Regions from separate parts of the Macaca mulatta genome. Here region 1 is linked to region 2. A link is a contact called in public Hi-C data. All regions are on one chromosome and are shown on one strand. Each heading gives the region's core, a stretch centred on a gene start, on an enhancer-like site or on the middle of the called end of the contact. The rest is flanking DNA. Distances are from core to core; before and after follow the strand shown.

The links. Hi-C and Micro-C count contacts between places; a contact is called where the count stands out from the background.
Region 1: a Hi-C map of fetal cortex germinal zone shows a contact between it and region 2, with 3 times the contacts expected there. The contact joins two enhancer-like sites. A contact is called at or near these places in 2 of 14 Hi-C or Micro-C datasets (CD4 T cells and fetal cortex germinal zone).

What each region holds. Positions count from the first base shown.
Region 1 is chr7:141,706,607-141,710,561 of T2T-MMU8v2.0, reverse strand. The region is part of intron 11 of RAD51B (RAD51 paralog B); the gene reads right to left. Among named protein-coding and RNA genes, the nearest start is that of ZFP36L1, 250 kb to the left of the region's middle. Within about 2 kb of position 2,226, at least 19 of the 40 cell types and tissues checked have an H3K27ac peak or open chromatin away from gene starts, as enhancers often do. A contact at or near this core is called in fetal cortex germinal zone, where this site is marked.
Region 2 is chr7:141,414,016-141,417,585 of T2T-MMU8v2.0, reverse strand. The region is part of intron 8 of RAD51B (RAD51 paralog B); the gene reads right to left. Among named protein-coding and RNA genes, the nearest start is that of RAD51B, 420 kb to the right of the region's middle. Within about 2 kb of position 2,130, at least 10 of the 40 cell types and tissues checked have an H3K27ac peak or open chromatin away from gene starts, as enhancers often do. A contact at or near this core is called in fetal cortex germinal zone, where this site is marked.

The DNA of each region.
Region 1 (3,955 bases), core at 977-3,476, 290 kb before region 2:
ATCCTTTGCTTTGAAAAGTGAGTATAATGCCCTCATGTCCACATTTCCAGGAGGAAAAGTAAACAAATCCAAGTGTGTGGTGACTGGCACCTCATGGTCCAGGAGGGAGCACGACGCAGTGTGTGCGCAGGAAGTGAGCACTCCTGTGAGTGAAAGGGGGTGGAGCCTGCCTGCAGAGCGGTGAGAAAGTCTCTCCATGTTGCTCCCTCAGAGGAGTCCTGCTAGTTCTTTTTCTGTAGTAGGACAACCTACACCCTCCTTCTGAGTCCCCCAATTCCCCCCCCACCACTAAAACAGATGTGGGGGAAAACTAGCAGCAACGAAGAATTATTAGACAACGGTCAGAGCTGATCGAAGTTTTAAGAGGCTGCCTTGTAGATGGCAAGTTTCCTGTCACCAAACATAAGCTCACCATCAGTCAGCAGGGAGAGTGGCAGGATTCCGCTGTAAATTCTTGCAGGACTTAGTAGAAAGAAATACCTATCACACTTTTTTCCCCCTTTCTTCTAGATCTTTCTATAAAAATGTGTCCAGGGCATGGATGAAGCACCAGATAAGAGCTAACATTCTTGTGGTTAGCTGGACCGATGATTTGGTGCAAGCCACTCCCCATTGGTCAAATGAAGTTTGGGGCTCAAAGAAATGTGAGTTGTGCCCTCCTTTTCTCCCCCCTCCGATCCCTCCCCCTGGAACATTCTGTGACTACAGACTGTGGCTCAAAAACGGGGATGTTCCAAGTCTGACTCAGTCACCAGCCTTGGAATTAGGGTTGTCCCGAGGAGATGACACAGACAGCTGGGAGACTATCTGGTGGCTTTTGAAGAACCTGACCTACTCCTGGGGCTCAAAACCCTCAGCTCCCACTCTGACTCCCAGGGCCTGAAATGCCAGCCTCACAGTCACTCCCTGGGGATCTGAATACACCCCTACCCACTCAGGGGTCCTATAATAAAATGCAAATTAGGTCTTTATGCAACAAAGGGGTGGGAGGAGGGATTTGCTGACAACCCTGTGAGTGCCTGGCAGAAGGCCCTGGGGACTGATGGCACCCCATGGAGGGAGGTCAGGAAAGAAAGGAGAACAGAAAAGGGAGAGCACTCAGAACGGGTCAGAGGCCTTGGGCAGCCCCCACTTCATCGCCAGTGTGCCCTGGGTCGGGGGGATAATCCTGGGTCATCAGCCTTGGGCATTGTCTTAGCCGCGTCAGGACCCCCACCCTGAGCATCACAGACTACACTTCCGGCCTCCTTGCATGTGATGCTCTGTGCTAACCAGCAATTCTCCAGGCCCAGAACCCAGAGACATCTACTCTGTCCCTCTCATTTCTCCCAAGACCCCAGAAGTCAGGACTCAACACTAAGAGTGGGGCCTGATGGGGTACAGCTTGGAGAAGAGGCATGCACAGAGGGTGGAGAGCCATCTCGGATCCAGCTCCTGCAGAGTAAATCAAACTGCCCTCCTCCCCCACAACCCGCTCTGCAATCCTTTCCAATCAGGGAGTCTAAAATTACCATATTTACAGCATCTGCAGCCAAGCCAAGCACTAAACAAGATGAATAGCGGTGACGCACGAGCCTGAGTGGGAGCCTGGGTAGAAGCATGCAGCCGGCTGGGCTGGGTGGTGCTGGGCTGGGCTGGGCTGGGCCCTGGGGGCGAGTGAGCCACAGCTGGAGAGTGAAGACAGTCCCAGGCAGGGGTCCTGATGGATGAACTCACCCAGCACTAAGGGGAGGTAGAGGAAGGGGTGGTGGGTGAGGAAGCCTCGGTATCTCAGCCTTCTTAGAAAAAGAGAGAGAGGAGGCAATTAACAGAGAGAGAACATGAGAATATGCTGCTGACTTTAGGTTTCTCTCCTTCCTCCTCTGCCTCCCTCCCCTTAAACTCTCCAGGAGGAACCCACTGAGGCCTCCAAGCCAGGATGCCTTCCATGGAGTTTCCTTGTGTGTATGTGGGGTGGGGGATTTCCAGCAGGGTTTTGCTCTGGATTCTTCCAGTGGGGACACCCATGCCTTGTGAGTTTCCTTCCCAAGCAGCCTTTTCCAAGGACGCTCTGTCAACCTACACAGATCAGTGACTTCATTCCTAAAAAAGGCCTGCAGGTCTGGGTGCTTTCGTTCTGGAGGAGACTAAGGCCAGGAATGACAGGGAGCGTGTTCTGCTTCAGGGTGTCCCAACACTTTTTGTCCGAGCCTGGCTGTTCTCTCCCCAGAAGGAAAAACGCCCAGGAAAAGAGGCTTGGTGACTCATGACCTGCTCGCTTGCACTCGGAGTTTCAGAGCTAGGAGGGAGCTACAGACAACAGACAGAGGGAAAGAGACAGGGCCAGGGAACCCGGGCTTGTGGACTCTAAGGCCAGTGCTGTGTCTCCTGCCCCAGAGGTTCACCATGGATTCTGTGATGCTCCCAGGTGCTGAGGAGTGAGCGGGGCTCCTGGACCCCAACACTCCTTCCTTCAGCCAGAGCATCTTCATTTTGAGCTGTTTTGTGGACTGGGCTTCTCTTTATGTTTTCAATTCCTTTCCCCAAAATGTTCAGTGACTTGAGTAAAGTCACTGGCCTGTATGAGCCGACAGGAAGTGGAAGATAACAGTGGGTGGCCGGAAGGAAGGCAGAATGAGGCGTCTTTAGAAACAGATGGAATGTAGCAGGAGATGCTGAGAAAGGGGGTTAATCCCGACATAAGGTCATGATCAGCACTCACATGTGAACCAGCCCCAAGAAGAAGACGTCTCCCCTGAGAGATTTAGAGCCAGAAGCCACCTGCACTAATCCTGCCGGAACCTGAACCCAGATCCCAAAGTGTGAGCTGTTGGTTAAGCACCGATCTAGTCCAGGACAGCCATTTGTAATAGGAGGTGAGGAGAGGCTGGATTTGCTGGTGCTTGAGTTGGAGCTGCACAAAAACAAATGTTTCCAAGCTGAGGCCATCATGAAATAGGCAGACCATTCAGCACATGACTAATTCTGGCCTCACCCTCAGGGTGTGCTAGAAGGAGAAAGTCCTGATAAACTGCACAGAGGTGTTTCTGCTCTTCTCACTTGCCCAGAATTGCCAAGAGTTTGCCATTAACATTAACATGGTAAGAACTGAGTGGAGTTGGTCGCCCGAGATAACAGCTCCTGTTCCCACTAACCTCTGCCCTATCCTAGGTAGGGCCCATGCTAACCCATAGTAGCCAGAAGTCCTCCTCTCTTCTCCTCCCGCCTCTCAGAGCACACCTCTGTCTCCTCCCTCCGGCTCCTCTTTCTCACCCTCAAATGGTATTCCTCCAGTTTTGGGGCTTCTATTTTTTTCTTCCAACTCTGTCTGCTCTCCTTGAGTGACTTTACTTTTCATTGGCTTCATTTATCACAAAAACCTGTGACCTCAGCTACAGCCATCTTCCAGAACTGCCCACATATATTCCCAACATTCTATGGTTGTCTCAAATCACACATGTCCAAGACTGATCTCATTATCTATGCTCCCTTGCTTTCCATGACAAGCCCCTCTTTTCCTGAAGGTTCCTACCCTGTCTCCTCTCTCTCAGTCAACGATATCACCAGCTACTCAGACATCCAAATGGAAAACTCTGGACCCTCCCTCTCCCTCAACAAGGCCTGACAATGTTAACTCTGATGAGTCCTCTAAATCTCTCCCCTTCCCATCTATGCCACCATAGCCCCAGATTAGGCTCTCAGCTCCTCTCTGCTGCTCCCAGTCCTTCCTCCAGGATCTCCCAACCTTGGATCTCCCTCCACGGTATCAACTGGAGACAACTGTCTAAACACAGATCTGATTATTCCGTAAGTAAAATATTTGCTGGTGACCCACTGTGTGCCAGACTTTGTGCCTAGAACTGGGAATACAGTGGTGGATACAGCAGGTATCTTGTAAGATAAGGTAAGATGTGAGGTAACTCATATCTCAGGGAATCAAACAAGAAACAAGCTCAAAAACAGATACGTGAATAAA
Region 2 (3,570 bases), core at 881-3,380:
TACTCTCCCATTTTCCTCTGTTAGACCCCAGACCCTCAGGTGTCTGGTTTGAGCAGTCATTGATATGTAGGTATAAGGCCCTCAGTGAATTAATGCCGGTTGTCCTGGGGCTGTGAGCAGGCCGGGTCAACACCCATAGGCCTCTTCCCAGGGAATTTAGGGGAAGATTTTACCTATTTTGGATATGCCTTTTCTCCTTATGGATAAAAACAATAATAGCACTACCATTGTGTTGTTCATTTTGGAAACACAAATCCAAAGAATTCTATAATATTTGAAAACATCTACTTAAAGGAATTGATGAAATTGTGGTTGTTTCCCTTAAAAGTAAACTGTATAGCTTGATATCACAGGCATTATAGTAAGAAAACTAAGCTTCTTGACTCAGAAACAAATATAGAAACAAGCTGTGACTCATTTTTACCATCATTCTATTCCAGAAACTTAAAAGCATAGTCTGCATAGTGAAGATCCACATAAAAATGCAGTCACATTTGCTTCAGTGCTAAGAGCAGAAGATATCAATTAATTAGAGAAGTGTGAAAATAAAGACAGGACAAATGAGGGGGGCTGGTAGGGAGACAGGAAGAAGGAGTGACAAACAACAGCAAAAATATCATAAATAAATAATTCAGAATGGATGCTAAACACAAAAGTGAGAGCCAAGCCAGACTAAAGTTCAGATGCATCTAGGGTTACTTTGTGCAACACATTTATTCACTAAAGCGCCAAAGCAGCTATTAGAGGAAACAATAAAGAGGCCCTCTCCCCTGGAAATTTGAGTCCTGCTTTGGAATTTTTATGACATTTCTTCCTTAACAAACAAGAAGGTCTCACCACCTTCTCTTGGCTTCAAAGCCTCACTATGGCGGTGGCCTGCGATTAATATCCTTGGTCTGATTTATATATGTTGTTTGAGGTATTTTCAAAAGTCATGTAGTTTATGAAAGAATGCAGCTCTAGTAGGCAAATAAATAAACAAGACCCCCATATCCCTAACCTACAGGATTGCCCTGATTACCGTGACTCACCTTGGTCATTTCAACAATGCCCTTTCATGTCACCAGGGCTGTGTGTGCAAAATTAGGACACTACCTGGACCTCCAGCTAAACACTAAAAAATACTCTAGGATTTCCAGTTGGAAAGCGGTGAGGGTGTGATGTAAGTATGTGTGTAAAACTATAGTCCAGTTGGTTTTTGTTTTATATAACAAGTGGGTTCCTGAAAAGTCAAGATTTAAGTACTTTTTGTTGTAGATGAAAACATTTACAATTCACATCAGAAGCTCACTATTTAATGAAATCTGATTGTGGTTCCAGTTATAAAGAATGCTTTTGTAATTAAAATAAAATCTTTTTGTTTGATCAATTTTATACATTCAGACTTGCTTTTACTGGAGTTTCTTAATGTAGGGTATACTTAGAGTATTACTACTAGTTGGTAAGTATTGTTTTGTTTTAATGCTATTCTTTTCTTTTTCAGCAAAAATCCAAAGTAGTATTTCCATAGCCCAAGTTCATACTCTTCACAACATGGAAGACAGAACTTACTCTGCTTTATTTAGCTTAGTGTGTCCTGTGGCATGTGAGGCATCCAGGGTAGCAGACACCAGCAAATTGTTAGGGAGAAACTGAGAGGCGATGCCCCACCGACTGCATGGCAGTATTTCCAAGCCAGTGTGACAGAGCTGAATGAGGATCAGACTGCTCTTTAAAAACACCTGTTCTGTAAACCTGAGTTAGTGAGGGCAGCATCTTCCAGCTGACTCAGCCCAGCCACTGCTGCCCCTCTGCCAGAGGGCCTGGTGCCATTCGGGCAAGGACTCAGATGCCTTACCCCCAGACCCTTCATGACCCACTGGCACACAAAGGCAAGGGTGCCAGCACCAATGGGCGCATCCATCCCAATCTGCCATTTCAAAGCAGCTGCCTGCAGGCTGTGTCCACCCTCTGCTAGCAGAGTGCAATGAGGCAGAGAAATTGAAATCCAGGGGAGCTGGGGAAAAAAGAAAGATGGAAATCTTAAAGACAGTATCTTGGAAGCATATGTTTTAGAATCACTGCAGCCAGTTCCCTGTCAAGAAAATATTGGCCAGGTTGGTTGGTCCAATCTCATGTAGCCACAGATGGTTTTATGCCTCACTATTCAGATCCCCACTCCCCAGAGAGGTGAGAAACAAAGGATGTTGTGCTTTGTGGTGTAGTTATTCTGCCACCTAGTGTTACATGTAAAAACAAACAAATAAATTTAGAAAAAAATACAGGCTGTGTTAGAAGAGTAAAAGTAAAATTTTCACTAAATTGCATTTTTTTTTTTCTTTCCAAACATGAAGATCCTTCGCTTACAGTGGCGGCCTGGGGAGGCATTGCCAACAATTACAACAGCCCTTCTCATTTGAATTGAATAGAAGGCCAAAGAGCATGAGGTCTGAAGTTTCAGATGTGAAGGAGAAAAGAACATAACCTCAAAAACCCCATTTTAATGATATTTAAAAGGTCTATTCCCTGCAGGTAAGGTAAATACCATGAATACAATAATAAAAACTGGAATTGGACATGGAAAGCTACAGTTTCTGCTGTGAAGAAGAGAGGAGAAAGTAAACAGAAAAAAATGTGGATTGCTTTTTAAAGTATTATTACTTCTGCAACTAACGCATCGTGAAGTAATAAAATGAGCTATGGACTTGGAGTGAAAGTCTGAGTGTGAGTCCCAGTTCAGTAGCTTCCTCGCTGTGCTGGTGAGTTGTGCAGTATCTCTGAGCTTCGATTTGGTGTTCTGGAAAACAGCTGTACACTTACACCCATTCTTCCTCCTTTTACAACACTGTCCTGGGGATCAATTAGAAACATACATGAAGGCATTTGGTAACTATAAAGCACTCTGCAGCACCCTGAAGACCATTTCCCTTACTATATTATTCTCTTTTTGCAGTTATGGCTGCCATTTATATGTATGTGGCTTTCTGTATTTAACTTGTCCTGGAGTGCTAGTGATCATTCTTAAATAAGTGCTTTCAGGGCTAAAAAAAGTATTAAAAAGGCAAATGTGCAAGTATGTCATGCAACATGTAAAAAAAAAATCCCCCAAATAGACAAATCAAGAAATAGCATTACAGTTTAAAATTAGATTATTCCAAGTGTTTCTCCTTAAAATTGTGTCCCATTGAGAATGGTAAGCCATCTTGATTAGCTGTTTCTACTAAAATTAGTATATTCACGAAAGTTCTTAAAATTACAGGGAATCTGAACTGAACTTTCCTTCTTGTGGGCAGAGCCTTCCATTGTGATAAACCAGGCATCAGGAAATAGTTTTTCATTTCCATTCCTGCACTAACTAGCAATGTAACTTTAAGCAATTTCAGTTTCCGAATGGGCAATAAGTCAGGGGTAAACAAAATAACCATGCCTTCCAGTTCTATGATGACAAGTTGTTGTTCTGCTTTTGATAGCAAAATTTAAAGAAAATTCAAAATCAGTGATAGACTAGCTATAATGTAATTTTCAGAAATGTCCTACAAGTTATATAAATTTTCAGTCACAGGATAGAAAAGACAGCATTAGGTGAGATGG